2 separate regions of the Sus scrofa genome follow, and region 1 is linked to region 2. Evidence: chromatin contacts called from public HiChIP or PLAC-seq data. All regions are on one chromosome and are shown on one strand. The core of a region is the stretch at or near the end of the contact, and the rest is flanking DNA. Distances in the headings are between cores, read along the strand shown.

Region 1 (4,446 bases), core at 598-3,097, 280 kb before region 2:
GACAGTTTTTTTAATTTGTTAAACTTTGGACAAATTTTCTGCCACCTTAATTAGATTTTGGAATGATTATCTTACCACCTGTTGACAGGCTAAAGATAACTTCTAAGAGAAGCTTAGATCAAATATTTATTGAAAGAAATTAAGGAATACTAAGTAAACTACAATGTATGTGTATTCACTACCATTAATATCTGCTTAAAAGTCGATAGTCAAATCATATTCTACATAATGAATTTCTCAGAACTTCTCTCAACGATATCAACACAGTTAACATTCCATTTAGGAACTAGATTAACTTGTCTATAAAATTTCCTGGAAGTCTTTAGAAATTTGACTACTCAGACTTGGTTTTATACAGCTGGTGGTTATAAGTTTGACAGTCATCTCTAGAACATGGACTCTGCAGTTGAACCACTTGGGATTCAAACCCAAACTTTGCTGTTTTTAAATTGTATTGACCTTTTTGGTAGGTTGCTTGACCTCTCTATGCTTTAGTTTCTCCATCTGTTAATATGGGGAAATAATACTGGCACTATTATGAAGATTAGATAATACACCAAGGATGAAGAACAGCGCTTGGCACACAGATTAATGTTCAGTAGCTGTTTCTGTGCTAGTGTTGTAAAATGTTAAGACTTAATAAATTCATGTTGAGGAAAGACTTGTACCGTTTTTTTGTCTCTGAGAGAGGAAATCACTGGGAGGACAGGGGATAACTTCATCATTGCAGAATATTTCTGTTATTTAGTGAATTGTTGTCATTAGGTTCTTTCACAATTCTCTTTGATCTAATACGGTCAGTTAACAACTTCTATATTTGGCCTACTGAACAAAGTATGGCAATAGTAAGGGGAAAATAATTACAAATGTATAAAGGTCGTGGAAATTATTTGCCAAATCAGGTGCAGACAATTTCCACAAAAATAAGGTAGGCACAAAAAAAGTTTTGAAAGCCTTTGAAATGTTTTGTTAATTAGTTCATTCCATTTAAATAATTATACAAGGTACTGAGAATAAATAATAGTGTTTCTTTTTTAAAGACTGGATAATTTACTTTGGCAGCTGAGTATAGCAAATCCTTAACCACAAGCCCAATGTTCTCACTATTCTTTGAACAGATTTATAGATTGTACTTAAAATGCTAATCCTCAACTGGAGAAAACCAATAGATATGAGAAATAGTAAGCAGCCTAGTAGAGTATATAAAACTAGACTTGGATAAAAAACTTTTGTTCTGATTCTTGCTTTTTATTAACTTGTGTATATGTTCTTGGCCTACTCAATTATTCGATGCCTTGGTTTTTCTCAATTATCAAAGATTATAAGATGAAGATGTACTCCTGAAATTAATACCTCCCTGGTCAAATAAGATGGAGCTGTTACATATGGATATTCTACCCTGTGTAACCACAAATCTTGTTTCACATAGCTTTCCACTCATAAAACTAACATCTGTTGTAATGGAAATCTGATAGGAAATCCCTTAATTTCCTTGAGAAACTATGTCTCATACAAGGTTGAGATGCTACAAATATCCATCCTACCCACATCCAAACTCTGTAAGCAACATTCTGGTTATACTAAAAAAGCCTTTGAAGTTTCAACAGAAACTACATCAGCGTCTGCAATTTACTCATAGGGAAATTTCATTAAAATATATTCATTCCAGTCTCCGTGGTTTATCATAAAATGAGCTCACATTTGAGGTGAAAGGTGCCTTTTAAGTATTAAATTTTTATTACTTGCTTCTTTGAATCTGTCATTAGAGCAGGTTAATACTCTGCTCTGGTTTAGCCCAAGCGAGGCTCACAGCTGGGAACTGTAACAGACTGATCAAGGTTTGTCTCACTTTCCACTGCTCAAAATAGGCACTGATGCCGCATGTGCGGCCCTAAAAAAAAAGGCGGGGGCGGGGGGCGGCGGACTGGATTCTTAATACTGAAAGAGCAACATTATCACAGGTCAGGTTTTACTTGCCACAACCTGCTGGTAGAAGGAGATAATATCCACTTGTCTGGACTAGTATTAAGAAGACATTGGGGGAAAAAATTGGAACATTTTATGAGAAGAAATAATAGACTTGGATATTAACAGTAAATGTCGTATTCAAAATGGCATTTTTAAATGTGTTCAAGTAAAACACTGTAATAAGAGAAAAACCACAAAACTTAATATAAAGTCTAGCTTTATTTTTAAAAAGATTTTACAAGTCTGTCAACCTTAAACATACATAGGTGAATTACATCTTCCATCAGATGAAGCTTACAGCTTTAATCTCTCTCAGAAAAATATGAATAAAAAATAAATCTTTTTCACAAATATTTATCCACTATATTACTTGGCTTAGTTCTGAAATTTTCTCTCTATAAATACTTTAACACAGCTCTAGTGGTAGTACCATTGTTGTGCATCTGCATATGGCTATAATTTTACAAGTCTGCTTTACTTTCGCTAGCTCCCTGGTTTGGCTCCAAGGTCCAAATCTTATAGAGGAGAAATAAAGGTTAACTGGGCTGCCAGAAAAGCCCACTGAATGCATCCTGTAGTGCTCTGTGACAAGCAAGTGAAGAAGTATAGCCTCCAGCAATGTCCTGTGGAGAAGCAGCTCTGACATGGTTTAAATACCTAAAACAAAAAAAAAAAGTGTAGCTTTGATATAGACAGCACATATAAATTGATAACACTTTAAAAAGCTATAGGAAAACTGATTCAAATGTTAAAAAGAATTCTAAGATTGAAATGTTCAGACTTTATAAATGTTTTATTACCTTTTAAAAGGAAACATACCAATTCTAAATTATAAAACACATTACATTAAGATCCAAAGACAGCTCTCAAGGAGATTTTAAAAATAATACTTGCTATTAAAACATTCCCTATTTCAATTTTCATAACTAATTTATTTTGATGGCTGTTGTTTGTGTACCCAACTGCTACTCTTCTTCCTGGCATACTCTTTTTTTTTTTTTTTAAGGTTTTGGCAATGATTTTTTTTTTAGGTTTTTATTTTTTTCTATAATTGATTTACATTGTTCTGTCAAATTCCTGGAATACTCTTAAAAAGTAAATGTATATCATAATACTATCACTAATATTTTACACAAATATTGAATGTTTTACATAAATATATTCTGAAAAAATTCCTAAAGAAATAATAAAGAGAACATACTAGTTACTTCACAATTACTTCAATATTACAACATATTATCTCTCTCCTTAAAGGAAACTTTAGAAAAGTACATGTCCAAGAAATCTCTGAAACTGAACCTAAGTTCAAAAGAATGTCCCAATTAAATTGTAAATACAGAAGAGTCTTGAACCGATCTCAAAAGACTGTACTAGACACTATTTTTCTTCAATCACACACATGTTATTCAGCCTTTAAAACTTTCTACCTTCATAAAGGTACATAAACAAGCCTCAAAATATGGGACAACGATAGCTGAAGAGGGGCAACTTGTTAGCATGACTATCAGCACTGTAGGAAAACAAACATTTCAGCTTTGTTTTAATGCCTAGTTTGAGAAACCATATTGTTTCTTCAGGCCTCAGGAAGTAAAGGAGCTTCACCTGCCTTAGAATTACGGTTATGGCAAATGAATAAATCAGGTACCAGAACATTTTAATAACTTGGAAACTTTTCTACTCATTGATTCAGACTTCCTGTGTGTCAAAGTCTTGATGCATGAGCAACTTATTATTTCTAACATAATAACAAGTCTGTTTTTCATTTGTATCCATGTTTAATAAGCTTGTGTGATTAAAAAATATATGGCAATATAAAAGGCCAAACAGAAAAAGCAGTCAATGTAAGACACGCATAAGCTCCTGGAACTGACTCTAATTTATTCACATTGCCACAAATCAAGGTGTTAACGCAATTCTTTGCTTCTCTGCCAGGGGTGAAGGGGGAAGTGAAAGGAGAAAGGAAATTAATATTTATTGAGCAACGATCTCCAAACTTTTTTGATGGTATATTTATAGCAGTAAAAATATTTGAACATCCATATCCAGAATCTGTATACTTGTTTAAAAATTATATATACAAGGAATTAATATAGTATATACTATTATATAGTAATATAAAATACAGATATTAATATAGTAAGCATATCAAATATATATAATACAAAAATATAAAATATATAATATATAATTTAAAACATTTATAAGATGAGATTAAAATATTTAAATAAAAGTTCTAATATTTTCTCCCTACATCCCATCTTACACACCCCAGGGAGCTATATCCTACTTTGGAGACTACTGCTATTGTCATTGTCAAAACCTTGGGTCGCTCAGGATTTAAATAGGGATTCACCAAATCTACTACATGGCCATAAAGGTATCTGCTTACTACCTCCCAGGATGCAATAAAATGTCCACTCTTAAGACTGATGCATGAGAAATGCAGTAAGTGTTAAATCACCTCAGTCTAAAAATCAA
Region 2 (5,044 bases), core at 506-3,005:
TCAAAGCTGACGTTTCAAGTGCTGAGCAGACTGTGTGCCATATGTAACATGACCTCAGCTCCACTCTGCCCAGCACTGATGGCATCACTAATGAGGGGTGAAAGGTCCTTTTCTTGCAGCTTTTTCAGAAACCCACCAACTCTTTGCCTGTGAAGTAAGGCTCCTCCCTCCCCCCACCCCTTGATTTCAAGAGAACTGCATTTAATACACAGCCTCAAAACACTTTTATTACCGGTCGATTTGCTTATAGCCACAGCCAAATGGCAGGATGTACAATCACATACAGAAGAAAATATTTATTTTGACTCACAGGCAAAGGGATTAAGAGAACATTGTATTAACCTTGCCTTTCATCTAGGTTTTAAAGGGAAGTTCTCCAGAGGCGTCCATTGAAGCTCTATTTTTTTTTAATAAAGAATATCAAAGACTTTTAGGAGACCAGGTGTGTGTTTATCTGAGGGGAGTAGAGAAAGGGAAGAAACTATATGGGGGGCGGGGAGGCCGCTTTCACAAGCTGCTTCAGAGACTGCAAAAAATGTATGTGCAGGAATCTGTTAACAGGCATTCCTACCAGCCGGCTACTCCCCCTCCCCCTGCTGCTTGGAAACAAAATAGCTTCTTTCCAAGCAGGTTGTTATCATATTCATGGCATGGTCAATTTCCGTTTGCCAAGAAAATATTTAGGCTGATCAAAGAAATTAGAAAATCGGATGAATAGAAACAGACGTTCCCACAAGAGAAGCGTTTCTCAATGTGAAGAGGCAGGCAGATTGCAGCCCACCCAGTTACTCCTAGGAAATAGCTCTCTTGCTACAGGGCCACCTGGATTCTGCTGGAAGAGCCCTGGAAGATTCTCGGCTCCCCAGGAAATCCACATGGGGACTGGAGCTTGGGACTCTCTGGTGGCGGACTTGTGAAGAGATGATCGGTTCTAGTATCTATGAATAAACCTGGAGGGCCTTTAATTACGTCCATTAATACGGCATTTCAATACATGAGTTTGAGATCCTTTTGTTTTGCTTTGCCTGGCTTATTATGAGTATATAAAGACAAGAATACATTGTCCTTGGTAGTTGATAGAGGAGTTTCTCCTGAATTAATATAAATTCAAATTTTAGATTTGTGAGTTTGGGTGGGGAATAGTTGATAGTAATCTCAGAACCTCTGGCCTTCGAGTGCACACCCCGGCCAATCGGTGACAGTAAATAAGAGGGTCTTCTGTCCCTTCCTTGTTTCTGCTCAAGGCGCAACCAAACCAGGTGAGGCGCTTACATGCGAAGGATTGGTTGGCGTCGCGGTTTCCTTGCAAGACAGTCGAAACCGAAAAGTGCGCTCCGCTCCGGCAAAAGAGATCCGGATTCTCCCCCACCCCTTGCTCGCCTTGAGCAAACTGGAGCACCTCAATCGCCAGCCAAGCGTTGCAGACCTTACCCTTGGCCTCCAGTTTTCCGAAGGAGAAAGCGAGGGAGGGAGGCCAAGAAGGAAGGCAACTGTGGGGGCCGCTTTAGGGCCAAAGACTCCTTTCCTGCGAGTCTAGACAACGCGGCTCTAGCCAGGCCACAGCAGGAGAAGCGGTTGCTGGTCCGTGAGCTGAAAATCCGCTCTGCCACCCTCGCCCCTCCCCGCCGCGCGTCCCTCGCCCCCGGGGCTCGGCCGAGCATTTTCCTTTCGTGTGTGTGCGTGTCCTTGTGCATGTGCGTGTGTGTGTTTCGGTTCCTCCCGGCTAGGCCAGGGATCTTTTGCCAGGAAGACAGCGCCCTCTCTCTCCTCCCGCAGTGCCCGCCGCCAGCCTGCGCCCCCTCCCAGCTCCGCTGACCTCTCCGCGCCTCCTTCTCGCCCCCGCCCTCCCCGGCCCTGTCCCTTCCTTCCTTACGCCCCTACGCCTCTAGGCCCCCAGAACCACCCCGAGAACGATCGAGAGAGATGCAGGGACCGAAGCCTCGTGACCGAGTCAATGGGCCGACCGGGCCGGAACGCCAGACCTCTGGCAGCCTGACTGGGCGGAGCCGTCCCCGGCGCAGACGCGGCGCCCAAGAGCTCCAGCTCGGCCCGGGGAGGGGTTCCTGGCGCCGGCAGCCGGGAGGGGGTTAGCCCTGCTCCCCCAGCCTGGGCACAGACGGCCTGCGGGCGGGGCCGCGAGGACTCGGCGCGGCGAGCTCTTCTCGGCGCCGGCGCGCACCTGGCAGAGAAGCTTACCCGGGACCCCTGAATGGGCCGGCGAAATGTGGATGCGGGCCTGCACGCTGGGTGATGGGTGGGCGCAGGGGGCGGGAGGGTGTGCTGGTGAACTTGAGTAGAGATGAAGGAAAGTCCCTATAGCCTGATTCCGAGACCTGAAAGCTCCCTTTGCGGCCCATTGGCTGCCTAGAAGCCTTAATCTGCTGGCTTCCAGGAGAGCAGCGCCAAGTACAGCAATGGTGCTGGAAACGCTGTTTGCAAAATCTAAGCCCTGTGGGGTTGGCGAAATGCGCAGAGGGGCATGCTTTGAGTGGGCACCTTGCAAGTACCCCCCTCACACACACGCACGCACACACACCCCGTATTTCATGCCCCACAGCCCAGAGAACTAGTGCTTCAGACAAATATCGCTCGGCCCATTCGATAGCAGAGGCAGTCAAGCTTCCAGCTGCGAAATTCTGGCTCCTTTAGAACCCCCCAAAAATGTACTCGTGTGGACATGCAAAAACACTTTCCACCATGGCGTGGATTTGTACCGACAGAGGTACAGGCCTGAAGTTCTCCCTTTCCGCTCCCAACCGTTCCCGGCGCCTGGGAGCCACAGAGGGAGTTCGCCTCAAGCTCACCCGGCTGCAGAGTGCCGGCGGCTCCCAGAAATGCACTAATTGAGTCACAAACCACCGGCCGCCCCTAACAAAACGATCTACCTCGGCAGCTCAGCGCCCAATTTGTCCACAGCACTTTCTTCCGCAATTCAGAAGCATTATCTTGTTTTTAAAAGTATCGCGGCAGAAACGTGGCAATTATCCTAGGCTCGGGTTACGCTAAATGGCTTTAGGCTGAGAAATGGAACAATACAAATGCCGCGAACGTGCTGATCGCTTCTCTGCGGCGCCTGGGCAGGGGAAGGGGAAGCGAGGGAGATTTCGGCCAAGGAGAGGGAGGTACGGCGCAAGTTCCCAGTCAGGGTTTTCTCCCAAGGGCACCAACCAGAAAGAAGTGCTGGGCCTTTATCTCTAGAGATTAAGGACTCCTAGTGACGATCTCCTTCAGGGATGGGGAGAGAAGGGGTCTTATTCCCACAAGACAGGGCGAAGCTTCTGGCCTCGGCTTTGGGTCAGGAACAGGTTGGGAGCTTCAGGCACTGCTGAGGAAAGGAAGGGAAGAGAGGTCAAGGGTCAGAGGAAGAGAAGAGAAAGAATCCAGCTCCTCTTAGGGACAACTACATTAAATTTGGGGCAAGAGGATGGTACTTGGAGGAGACAACCGTGAGGAAAAGAGGTGCCAGCTCTGAGGGCTTCGGAGAAGCGTTCACTTCTGAACAAGGGGCAGGCAGGGAACTCGCGAGAATTAGGGAGGCCCAGAGACGACCAGGCGTTTCCGCATTTGTGATCTTTCATTTAGATCTCCCAGGGTAAGTTGGGACCTGGAAAATGGGGAGAAAAGAGACAGGAGAGAAAGGCCTTGGGCTACGGGTCCCGGCGTGCAGACGCCTTGCTCGCCCCAGCCGCCCAGCCTGCAGTGTAGCCACGCTGTGCGCGTGTCTCTTTCCCCTTCTGTTCAGACCAGCCCCCACATCTTGAAGTAATCAGCAGCCGAGAAGGGACTCGTCCCCCTGGCATCTCAGGTTAAAGAAGGAGGTCCAGGAAAATGTGGTAGAGCCATTACAAGAAACCCGAGCCGCAGTCATCAGGGACTCCAATTGCCATCGCATTAGGATTGATTAGAGACCAGCAGTACCGTAATGACCCGGAAAGAGGGGCAGCCGGGGATTATTAATATCAGAATGTGGCGGGGAAGAGAGGTGGGTGAAGGGAGGGAGGAAAGAGCCAAGTGGGGAAGGAGACGTTTTAAGTTACTAGGATTTATATGTAAGTGCAGGCTTACCTGAGGAAACCGGATAGTCAGTGAATCACGCAAACAATAAATCTAATTGCATCTAAAATTTCACCAAGCCTGATTTTTGAGGGGGAAGGGGAAGGAAAACCATCGTGAAAACCATGCCAGCATCTGAGTTTGTATAAACACAGAGTTTTATAAACTTATTGTAAGAATCCAAGTGAAAAAAATGGGAAGGGATGCTGGATGCTCACTTTCCTTCCCCATGGGTCACTACAAAAAGATTTAGGGAGTACAGTTTTGAGTCATTTTGGGTCTTCTCTCAAGGGCTCTGGGGCAATAGAGTGGACATTTTGGCACAGTCTGTAGAGGAGTAATACACCAAATTTTAATTGAAACTCTGATACCTGGGTAGTGAGTTTTGTTTTGTTTGAGAGAGGAATGATCAGGATCCCTAAGAGATGTAGAGAAGAGAGTGGTTTGTCTCCTTCCTCAGACTATGAGCCAAAACAAATCAGCCCCTGATGGTCTGGGCTGAAACGCAGCTCACTGGATAATTAACTCCATCTTTCCAGTCCACCCTAACTGTTTATTCAGTGTCACCCTGCATTACCATCACTAGCACTTTCCTCTGAACAGGAGGAGCTGCAGGCTTTCACCTCCCAAAAGGAAATTCTTCTTAGCTCAGACAGATGCTATATTCAGGATGTACTTTAGTTGACAAAAAGTTGATTGGAAATTCAATGGAGGATAAGGATTCTTGGACAGTATCTTTTTTGTAAACTTGCCCCAAGGCAATATTAATAAAACAAAGGAGGCAAAAGTATCTTAGATTTTTCATAGGTTCTTATACAGTCGCCTTCACTTTCCAGAAGAGTGCTTGGTGTCTGAAGTTGAGCAGTGTCTTCTGGCTCAAACCTGGTGGATGGCACAAAGCTCTGGGCCTGAACCTTCTCGGAGTGCCTCTTAAATCTGCCCCTTTCCCCAAGGTGGCCAACTCACCTTCTTCAGCCCTACCCATGGGCGC

Evidence for each region. HiChIP or PLAC-seq counts read pairs in DNA pulled down with a chosen protein or histone mark.
Region 1: an H3K27ac HiChIP or PLAC-seq map of skeletal muscle shows a contact between it and region 2. The contact joins two enhancer-like sites. A contact is called at or near these places in 3 of 47 Hi-C or Micro-C datasets (psoas muscle and skeletal muscle) and 1 of 2 datasets of contacts at active chromatin or transcription factors (skeletal muscle).

What each region holds. Positions count from the first base shown.
Region 1 is chr1:189,905,867-189,910,312 of Sscrofa11.1, reverse strand. MNAT1 (menage a trois homolog 1, cyclin H assembly factor (Xenopus laevis)) reads right to left here. Exons shown (of 8, transcript NM_001166316.1): 8 at 2,505-2,625. The coding sequence ends at 2,505. It overlaps TRMT5 (tRNA (guanine(37)-N1)-methyltransferase), which reads left to right. Exons shown (of 5, transcript XM_003121846.4): 5 at 1-659. Among named protein-coding and RNA genes, the nearest start is that of TRMT5, 15 kb to the left of the region's middle. Within about 2 kb of position 1,847, at least 4 of the 83 cell types and tissues checked have an H3K27ac peak or open chromatin away from gene starts, as enhancers often do. A contact at or near this core is called in skeletal muscle, where this site is marked.
Region 2 is chr1:189,629,197-189,634,240 of Sscrofa11.1, reverse strand. No RefSeq gene overlaps it. Among named protein-coding and RNA genes, the nearest start is that of SIX1, 7.1 kb to the right of the region's middle. Within about 2 kb of position 1,755, at least 38 of the 83 cell types and tissues checked have an H3K27ac peak or open chromatin away from gene starts, as enhancers often do. A contact at or near this core is called in skeletal muscle, where this site is marked.